3 separate regions of the Mus musculus genome follow, and all the other regions are linked to region 3. A link is a contact called in public HiChIP or PLAC-seq data. All regions are on one chromosome and are shown on one strand. Each heading gives the region's core, a stretch centred on a gene start, on an enhancer-like site or on the middle of the called end of the contact. The rest is flanking DNA. Distances are from core to core; before and after follow the strand shown.

Evidence for each region. HiChIP or PLAC-seq counts read pairs in DNA pulled down with a chosen protein or histone mark.
Region 1: a contact with region 3 is called in an H3K27ac HiChIP or PLAC-seq map of embryonic stem cells, with 7 read pairs. The contact joins two enhancer-like sites. A contact is called at or near these places in 1 of 15 datasets of contacts at CTCF or cohesin (embryonic stem cells), 8 of 484 Hi-C or Micro-C datasets (the AML12 cell line, embryonic stem cells and undifferentiated spermatogonia), 5 of 115 datasets of contacts at active chromatin or transcription factors (embryonic stem cells and microglia) and 3 of 9 other capture datasets (adipose tissue, liver and pancreatic islet).
Region 2: a contact with region 3 is called in an H3K27ac HiChIP or PLAC-seq map of embryonic stem cells, with 6 read pairs. The contact joins two enhancer-like sites. A contact is called at or near these places in 4 of 15 datasets of contacts at CTCF or cohesin (embryonic stem cells and pro-B cells), 81 of 484 Hi-C or Micro-C datasets (the AML12 cell line, the AtT-20 cell line, the Ba/F3 cell line and 29 more), 10 of 115 datasets of contacts at active chromatin or transcription factors (bone marrow-derived dendritic cells, embryonic stem cells and stem cell-derived neural progenitor cells) and 2 of 9 other capture datasets (adipose tissue and pancreatic islet).

The regions. Positions count from the first base shown.
Region 1 is chr2:71,346,213-71,349,722 of GRCm38.p6, forward strand. The region is part of intron 2 of Slc25a12 (solute carrier family 25 (mitochondrial carrier, Aralar), member 12); the gene reads right to left. Among named protein-coding and RNA genes, the nearest start is that of Slc25a12, 20 kb to the right of the region's middle. Within about 2 kb of position 1,684, at least 11 of the 459 cell types and tissues checked have an H3K27ac peak or open chromatin away from gene starts, as enhancers often do. A contact at or near this core is called in embryonic stem cells, where this site is marked.
Region 2 is chr2:71,165,606-71,168,933 of GRCm38.p6, forward strand. No RefSeq gene overlaps it. Among named protein-coding and RNA genes, the nearest start is that of Gm39576, 12 kb to the left of the region's middle. Within about 2 kb of position 1,781, at least 14 of the 459 cell types and tissues checked have an H3K27ac peak or open chromatin away from gene starts, as enhancers often do. A contact at or near this core is called in embryonic stem cells, where this site is marked.
Region 3 is chr2:71,241,387-71,244,852 of GRCm38.p6, forward strand. All of the region lies in intron 5 of Dync1i2 (dynein cytoplasmic 1 intermediate chain 2), which reads left to right. Among named protein-coding and RNA genes, the nearest start is that of Dync1i2, 31 kb to the left of the region's middle. Within about 2 kb of position 2,080, at least 8 of the 459 cell types and tissues checked have an H3K27ac peak or open chromatin away from gene starts, as enhancers often do. A contact at or near this core is called in embryonic stem cells, where this site is marked.

The DNA.
Region 1 (3,510 bases), core at 434-2,933, 100 kb after region 3:
CATCATGCCCTGACCACATGACTTCAAAGGCCAGTCCTGAAGTCGGCTTGTGTTTTAATCCTGGCTCTACTACAAACCCACTCATCTTAGTCCTTAGACAGGCTCATTCTTTCCCTAGGACTCTAGATCATGCACGCTTCTGTGCAATAAAGATAAAGTGAGCCTTTGATATGTTGAAAGAGCAGGTCTATAAGCAAAGGAGCAAAAGCAAAAAAAGCAAAGCGGGGCTAGAGAAATGGAGCACCATAAAAGCATCCCACTGCTCTCGCAGCAGATGAGTTCAGTGACTCACAAACGGCTGGAAGTCTAGCTCCAGGAGACAGAGTTAATAAAATAATGAAAATCAACCTTAACAAAAGAACAAACTGTTTGAGATATTTAGCACTATCAGTACTTGAATTCTAGATGCTGATAACAATAAGAATATTCTAGCAGTTCTTGTTACACATGTCTTTCCTTGCTCTTCAGCATTTGGCATAATAGGACACATGTAGATATTTGTTTGTTTTTGTTTTTGAAACAGGATCCCTATATCCTGGGCTGGCCTGAAACTCTCTATGACCTTGAACTTCTCATCCTCCTACCTTGATCCCCCAACCATTCCCACCTACTCCCCCGACCCCACCCCACCACACCCCACCCCATCCCCGTTCAGGGACTGCATAGATGACTACCATGCAGTGCTAGATATCAGACCAGGACCTGAGACCAGCTGGGCGAGCACTCTACCAACTGAGCTAAATCCTCAGTCCCTGGACAGGTTTGATGAAGACGGGCCGGGGTGGAAAGAGAGGGCCACAGTAGTCATGGGGTTACTGCAAGTGGCAAGGGACATCAATACAAAAGAAATCTGACAGCAGACTTGAAGGAGGCTGGCAAGCCAACCACCGCTACTGGAACATGACTGCCCAAAACGAAGCCAGAGCGTCATGAAGACCAAAGGAGTGGGGCGGAGGTGGGGCGGAGGGAGACAGCATATCTGATTTCAATCTGAGTGGACGGCTGCAGAAATGAGAAAAATCTTTGTTCCTATCTGGGAGAGGGGCTAATTGGAGAAAGAAATAAGAAGAGAGTGTGGGCTGAGGGTATGGTTCACAGGTACGGCATTTGCACACCGTGGAGGAGGCCCTGGGTTTGATACCTAACACCACCAAAAAGGGTGGTCGGAGTGGGGGTGGGCAGGAGGACGATGACACACGACACAGGACAGAGAAGCATGTAACTGTGTGTTCCCGTTTCCTATTTATAAAAGACAAAAGGAAGAAACAAGAGAATGAGAGGGTGGATGGAGTGGATATAGTTTCCGAGATGGCTCAGAGTGTAAGAGAGCTTGCTACCCAAGCATGAGACCCGAGTTCAAATTCCTAGTACCCACATAAAAGACCAAGGGTGACCATGCAAATTTCTGTAACCATAGCACTTGGGAGGCAGAGGCTGGAGGATTGCTGGAACTTGTTGACTGTCAGTCTCCCTGCAGGTTCAGCAAGAGAAGGTGTACATTGGTTCTTGTAGGTGCCCCTATCCCTACTCCATAGTCACCATACACCACACTCACAAACATAGAAAAAGTGATTGGATGGATGGATGGATGCAGACTCCGGATGGATGCAGACTCCAAAATGACTAGGACAAGAACAGAGGAATTTTCCCCTAATTGGTTAAAGACAAGAAGAAGCCAATCACTGGGCGAGAAGGAGGCGGACCTTCCTGGTCAAAGAGAGGAAAGGGGAAAGCAGGAGTAGGGGACTTCCTTTTGGACGGTGGAAGCCAGGTAACCAAGATGTCGCCCGGGGGCTGTTAGTTCAGGTGGCGGAGTCCACTAGAATCCACCACTGGAAGATTTCTAACATAGAGTAGTTGGTAAATGCTAGGATGCTAGATTCTGTGCCCAGTGATTGTGTTATTCGTTTGGTTCTAAACTAAGATTGTCTGGTGTTTTCCATCTCGTGGCAATTCAACTGAGCTCCAGGGAAAGGTAACCACGGCAGAGTGTGGGTTTGGAAGAGTGCGGCGCCCCAGCTAGCCATGAAAATTTAGGAGTGCTGAGCAGGTTTGGCAGCAGCCAGCTGCGGGGAGAGAGCTATCTTGGAGATCTGGAGAGGCCTTGGCAAAGAACAACATTCGGGCTCAGTACCGGGCTGGGACAAGACTGAGACCACGAGCGGTGCCTAGCTGGCGATAGCGTGTGCTGTATTTTATTTACTACGCACTTCAGAGAAGGATTTTTAATTTCAGATTATTTGCATATACTAATGGGAAATCTTTTTACTGCTGTTATTTTTGTTGGGTTGTTTGATTTTTTTTTTTTTAAAAGGCAGGGTCTTAGGTAGTCTAGGCTGGTCTCAAACTCTATATAGTAGACGCTGTTCTTCTTGCCTCTCCTCTCTCTAGTGCTGGGATTACAGGTGTGCGCCACCATACCCGGCAAAGCTATTCTTCTTGCCTCCCCTCTCTCTAGTGCTGGGACACTAAAGAGACCGCCACACCTGCCCCTTAAAGTATCCAAAACTAAAGTCCCACTGTTTCATGCATACTCTGAAGGTTCGACTGAAAAATGTTCCCATAGCCTGGGGCATTTGGACACTTGGTCCCTAGCTGGTCGCTGTCTGGGGAGGTTTAGGTGGTATAGCCTTGTGTGTCCCTGGAGGCGGACTTAGAAATTAAAAAATTAAAAACTTCCCATCAGCTCCATTTCCCTCTCTGCTTCCGGCTTGTGTTTGAAGAGGTGAGCGCTCAGCTTCGGGCACCTGTAGCCATGTCTGCTGCTTGCCTCCTTGCCACGACAGGCTCATTCCTCTGGAACCGTCAGCCCAAATAAATTTCTTGTAGAAGTTGCCTTAGTCATAGTGCTTTATCCCAGCAAGAAAAAAGTAATCTACACACCTTTCTGTAAGCAGCCCGAAGGTGACTTTAATGCCTTTTTTCACTGTGCTTGTGTCTTGATCTCAGCCCATTACATTAGGTATAGAATTTGCTACCCCTATTATCAAATCAATGCTCAAAAACTTGCATTCTGGGCTGGTGAGATGGCTTAGTGGGTAAGAGCACCAATTGCTCTTCCGGAGGTCATGAGTTCAAATCCCAGCAACCACATGGTGGCTCACAACCATCTATAATTAGAAACAAATAATAAAGAATCTATGGGCCAGATGGAGCAGGAGAAAGGGAAAGAGGGGAGGGAAAAAAGTTAAAAATTGGAAAAAAACAAACTTCCATTCTGAAGCATTTCAGGCCTCAATGTTTAGGAATAGCAATCAATGTTCAACCTATGCTACTTAAGAACAGGGAGGAAACACAGAACACATCAGGTTCTTAGTAACAAATTACCTTCCAGAGGTATGTGTTCTTCAGTGTCTGAGCCTAGCTACCAGGACAAGCCTGCCCTGAATACACAGTGAAAGTAGGTGGGATCCAAAGAGTCCCCAGGATCCCCTCTGACTGTAAAATCCAGGAAACAGCAGCATTAGCACAAGCTACCAAGGACACAGAAGCCAAGGAGGAAAACAAATG
Region 2 (3,328 bases), core at 531-3,030, 76 kb before region 3:
CAATGGAAACAGAGGTTAAGGCGTATCTGAAATGTTTCTTTAAAACGTACATAAGATTTTTATGGTGAAATCATGAAAATTAAGTAAGATGCATCAAAGACACAGTGGAGTGAAGAGTTGAGGATCTTTATGACCAGAGGTGACCTGGCTGAGGGCTCCTGTGGTCCTTTGTCCATGGTTCATCTGACAGCTAAGGGTTTGAAACCTTTAATGTCTATTTAGAACTCAGGAGTTGCTGTCCACATCAAATCAGCCACAAAACTCTGCTCCCATCACTAGGGAAGTTTGATTCGGGCTTCTAATTCTTTCCACAAAGAAAACACGAAGCCCAGCTAGTGATTAATGCAAGCATCTGACAGATGTGTATGGTCAGCTCCCATATCTTTCAGATACTAAGCACAAGATTTGGCTTCATACCCCAGCCATGGCTCACGTCTGCTGCTGGTGCAATCTGGAGCTACCTCCAGATAAGATAGGATGGAGATGCTTCCAAGAAAATAGAATTGGTTTAAAAATCTTAAGCCAACATGGGGAGCTGAGGCAGGGGAACCTTTTGAACCCAGGAATTCAAGATGGAGTTTATAGAGAACCCCATTCTCTCTCCCTCCCCACCTGTATGTGTGTATCACAGTCTTAAATATTACCCACCCAGTAGTAATATATTACATGTATTGTATATAATATATTATATTAACTTATTAGATCATATGTTAATATATTATACAATATATAAAAGCTTACTTCATTAGAACCAAGCTAGGCTTGTTTCCACAATAAAGGTAGCCCAGGATGGGCATGATATGCATGCCTTTAATCCCAGCACGTAGGAGGCAGAAGCATGATGAGGTCTGTGAGTTTTAGGCTAGCCTGGTCTACATATCAAGACCCTGTCTAAAATAAAAATTAATTTGACATTACAAAGCCCATTTGGCATTCACCATTATTCAGTATATTACTGATGAAAACATTTTACTTCAACAGATTTTTAAAAAGCAACTAAGTTTAATAGTCTTTCGAATTCCCTTTTTAATAAGACAGTCTTTCAGTCTGTAGCCAAGGCTATCCTAGAACTTTCAGTAATACTCTGACCTCAGCTCCCAAGTGCTGGGATTATAGTCTTGAGCTATCAGTTCCAACCCAATAACTTTTTTTTTGTTTTGTTTTTTTTTTGTTTTGTTTTGTTTTTTGTTTTTTTAGGAGACAGAGTTTCTCTGTGTAGCCCTGGCTGTCCTGGAACTCACTCTGTAGACCAGGCTGGCCTCGAACTCAGAAAATCTGCCTGCCTCTGCCTCCCAAGTGCTGGGATTAAAGGCATGTGCCACCACTGCCCGGCTAATCTTTTTTTAATGTTAGAAATTCTTAGTAAATTGAGGCTAAAAGACCTGATAAAGAGAAGCCATAAAAATCTAGTGGCAAATGTTATAATCATGAAACCTTAAGATCTTTGTAAGGTTTTGTGAACTTTCTCACCGCTTCTATTTAGATGGCCCAGCCCCTAAGCCAGGAAAAATAATAAACGGCTGCAGGGAGGGTGCGGAGTTTAACCTTGGCCGTCAAGCTGGCATATGTAGGAAGAGGGAGGAAGAGGGAGTCTCTACTAGAGTTGCCTCCAGCAGATTGGCCTATGGGCAGGTCTGTAGGGTATTTTAAAATTGCTAATTGATGGGAAGAGACCCAGATGGCGCCACCCCTAGGCAGGTGGTCCTGAGATGTATAAGGTAGTGGAGCAAGCCAGAGCAAGCCAGGGAAAGACAGCTGATAAGTACTCTTTCATGGCCTCTGTGTTACTTCCTGCCTCCAGGTTCCCGCCCCAAGTTCCTGCCTTGGCTTCTTGTAATGGACTGGGATGAGCCGTAACAAAGAAACCAATCTAGGAAGAACAACAGAGTTCTATGTGTGGGTGGCTAGCTCGGAAATTCCAAAGAACCTTTTGAGGTCATTGGCTTCACCTGTGTTTGTCAGGTTACCTGTAAATAAGATCTCTGGGGCTGGTGAGATGGCTCAGTTGGTAAGAGTACCCTACTGCTCTTCCGAAGGTCCAGAGTTCAAATCCCAGCTACCACATGGTGGCTCACAACCATCCGTAACGAGATCTGACACCCTCTTCTGGAGTGTCAGAAGACAGCTACAGTGTACTTTACATATATTAAAAAAAAAAAAAGAATAGCAGCCATTATTAAAAAAATAATAATAATAAGGTCTCTGTGCAAAACCAGGGCCTGCAAGATAGCTTGGCAAGTGAAGGCACCTGCCACCTAAGTTCAAACTGACTCCCACAAGCTGTTAGCTGACCTTCACATGTGTGGATGTATATATGCCCCCCCCCCCCCGCCCCATGCCTGACAGGCAGACATAATAAATAAGTGTAAAATTATAAGAACTCCAAAGCTATATCTGAGTAATAAACATGTTAAAAACACTACTACAAGATACAACCAAACAACAATAAAACCAAACAAGCAAATTCCCTTTGTGTTTGGGGAAGAATTCTCCCAGAAATTCTTCTTTTTCCTCTCTAATTCAAATCATCACGAATTCATGCTTCTTGCCAATCTCAACAAACAAGAAATAAACCCAAGTAATATAGAACTATCATTAATAAGCACATTTTTTCTCATAATGAATTCATTGTTATCCATAGGATTCCAGCCTCCCCTCCCCCGCCACACATACACATACACACACACACACACACACACACACACACACACACAGAGACACAAGGATCCGAAGATGCTCCAGTCCCTTGTAAATGATGTACACATCCTCCTGTATCTTTTAAGGCATCTCTTGATTACTTATGATACCCAATAAAACATGCATGGCACCTTCGTAGTTATATGGTATTGTTTAGAGAATTATACATGAAAAAAAGTCTACACACTTAGTACAGACGAGTTCTTAAAAAAAAAAAAACATTTTCAGCCTATGATTGATTGATTCGTGGATGTGGAACCTTCAGACAGTGAGAGCTGACTAGTCTTCAACAATCCCAGACCTTGGCTTTAGGCCAACTGGTTTCTTGCTTTTGTTATTTGCAACAGAATCCAGGATTCAGAGGGAATAAAAGAGCTGAGCAGAAATATAATTCTCGATAATATTGTCTCTGTGCCTTATGCACTTATCCTTTTTGTCTCTCCCCAGGGAAAAGGCAGCTATTCTTCTTTATGCTAAATCCAGCTGTCCTCCCCACGGTGGTCATGTAAATCCTGGCACTGAACGTGGGGCGGAATAAAGCCACGGCTGTGGGAAGCTTTCACTGAAGAGCAACAGGCGGCCCCGAGCCCCAGACTGCTCCAGCCGTTTTCTCCTAAAAATGTAAGGTTCT
Region 3 (3,466 bases), core at 830-3,329:
AACGAATTAGTTTCAGCCTTTAATATGTGAGAATGTAAGTAGAAGTAAACATTATGTTATTTGTTCTTAATTTTGAACTCTAAAAGGTTTAAATCAGAATAAAACTATGCCCCCTCAAAAATGTAATATTTAATAAGATTATAGATAACTAGATTATTAATGATATCAATACAGCCAAAATAAAATCCAGTTTTTCTATTTAAAGACAGATGTGCTGAGGTGTCTGGAGAGATTGGTGGTTAAAAGCTGGTTGCTTTTCCCCACTCCAGCTATCACGTGAGCACAGCTGTCCATAACTCCAGCCCCAGCAGGTGCCAACACTCTCTTCTGGCCTCTGCAGGTACTGCACATATGTGGTGAACAGACATACATGCACATAAAATAAAGATTAAAAATAAGACTATGGGGGCTGGAAAGGTAGCTCAGTGGTTAAGAGCACTGACTGCTCTTCCATAGGTCTTGAGTTCAAATTCCAGCAACCACATGGTGGCTCACAACCACCCGTAATGAGATTATAGTGTACTTATTTATAATAATAAATAAATCTTTAAAAAAAAAACCAAGACTATGTTGAGACAAATCCCATGCAAAAATAGATGGCATATGCTTTCTACTTTATCCTTTTCTTATCTCCCAAACATTATATCCAAATTCAAAATACTCAGGATTAAAATGTCAGCTCTGTTTCCCTTGATGAAAATACAAATCATTAAGCAAATACAAGTGATTCTATTCAAGAAGGGGGAAAAAAAACAGAACTAAGAAAAAGAATGAATCTTATGGATATACTGCTACAACTTTGTTCCTTTGGAAACTGTCTTAAATATCCATTTGATTTGAAGGTATAAGAAGATAGATTTAGGGCTGGAGAGATGACTTAGCAGTTAAGAATACTATCTGCTCTTCCAGAGGTCTTGAGTTCAATTCCCTGCAACCACGTGTTGGCTCACAACCATCTGTAATGGGATCTGATGCCCTCTTCTGGCACTCAGGTATATGTGCACATAGAGCACTCATAAAATAAATAATCTTTAAAAAAAAAAGCAGCAGAAGAAAATAGATTCACAGGGGGTGGGCAAGATGGCTCAGTGGGTAATGACACTTTTGCTGCCAACCCTGATGACTGGCTTTGATCTCCAAGACCCACATTGCGAACTTACCTCCGTAAGTTATTCTCTGACATTCACATGTCCACGTGACACACATGGGCCCAGGCATGTGCCTACACACATACATACACATATTAGATAGGTAGGTAGATGGATGGATTAGATAGGTAGGTGGATGGATGGATGGATGGACAGACAGATAGATTTTTAAGGTTATTTAAAAAATATTAGGGGAAAGTCATTCCTGTCTGGTCTGGACTTTTAAACTAATGATTGGGAAATTCCCACTGCTAATAAATGTTTATAGGGATACTTATAAATTGAATAATTTTTATGAGCCACAAATGCCCTGGTTTAAGTTAGGAATTCATCATGAGATATTAAATCATCTTAAAAGGGTTCATACCAATATAAGAAGACTAGCAATGAACTGTTACCAGCATTAATATTTCCCGAATAGCAATGCACTCAAGATGGGATCTATTAACTGTATGCTGGAAATTATAAGGGATTTATAAGTGACAGTGTTTGTTTATTATGGACTTTCTAAGATCTTGCATATTACTGTTTAAACACAGATATTGTAGAATTAGTCAAAAGTGTACTTTATGGCTTCTTAAACGCACCTTAAGTATGAATGGCATGTAAATAAGAGAACCCGTTCAGAAGCCATCTTCCTTCAGGTGGGCAGAAGCCACCCATTTCACAGATGATTTAACCGATTAACCCACCGCTTTGCTGATTGTTCTAGCAACTGGAATTTCACTCCTTGCTGTTGTCTGTAGTGCAGCTTAATTTACACAACAGTTTTCTTTTATTCTCACCAAAATGCATCACAATTTGGGTGTTAACTCAAAGTAAAAATCCAGGGGTTCATTAGATTTAGTTCACATGCATTTCACAAGAGATGGGCGTTCTAAAGCCGCTGCCACTTCTCTGTGCTCTTTCCTGCTCAGCTGAAACCTCAGCTTCCCCCTCAAGGCAAGCACGGAGTTAATCACTTAGCACGGAGCAATGAATATTCATCAGTAAAGTGATGTGGCTGGCAGTCTTCCTGATCCCTTACCTTCTTCCAGTTTTAAGTATGTTATAGCTTACCATGTAACAGGGAGTGTCGGAGGCAAGCTTTACAACTGTGGTGTTGAAATCTGGGGCTTCATTAGTGGTCCTATGATAGCATGGTTGTAAAAATACTTATTAAGAAGGGCATATTGACTCAGAGAAACAATCTTGTACTTGACATACATATATGTGTGCATGTGTGTAGTAAATAACCTATTATACATGTATGTGTATAGATACACACACATAGTAGGTAATTACTGAAAATATCCTTTATAGTGAAAATAGTCTATTTTTGTAGAGTTTTTTTAGAGCAGCCTAATGTTTGCTTTTATATTCTTGGATAATTACTTAAATGGCCTTTCTGAAACTTGGTTTAAGTATTAATTACAGTTTTTAAGTCCATGGTTAATCATTATAGAAAAGGATATCAGTTTATTGATTCTAAAATGGAATTCTAAGGGTTGTGTTTAAGGAATTGCTGTTAACCATCCACCTGTGTTGGCAAATGTTGTGTAGCAAACATACACAGATCAGCGGCTAACACACTATCCACATTAATGTTTCAGAAGGAAAGAATGTCTGTATGAAATCTTTCCTGTTAAATATGCACATTATGCAGTCACTTAGCACTAAAATATGCTGACTATATATATACATATATATATATATATATACATACATATATATATGCATTACAACAGGAGTTTGACCCCCATCTTTGGGAATGGTAAGTAGGAGTGGGGTAGTACAGCCAAGTAGAGGGAGGAGACAATATGGGCTGGAGTCTGTCATTTATAAGTCACCATGCTCGAGAAGGACTTGTGCTGGATCTAGGGAGACTTTATATCCTTAGTTTTAGAATTTACATACAGTGAACCTGGTAGTTAATAGAATTAGGAAAGCTGATGGTATTAGCAAAAGCTGAGGTATGTTTTTTTCTCATACTAAATGTAAAAAGAAAAGAAAGGAGAAAGAAACCCACAGTGGTATGAGAGCAACACTCATGTTAAGTTATTCTAGAACTCAGCTTATAAATAAATGTAATTAAATTATTTCATTTCGGTATCCCTGAAGATTTTTCTCTGGCAGAGTTGCATCCTAATGTTGGAACAGTACAAGATAGAGTCACCATCAGACACACTGTTTTCAGATTAATAATCCTTTGTGTATGAGAATTCATCTAAGAAGGAGTAGTGTCTTTCTGTTTCTCTATGTGATTATTTTGCCCCAAAAAAGCTTTCATTTTTTTAAGTAGCACAAAAGCTGTAATTGGCATGCTTTGTAAGGAAGTG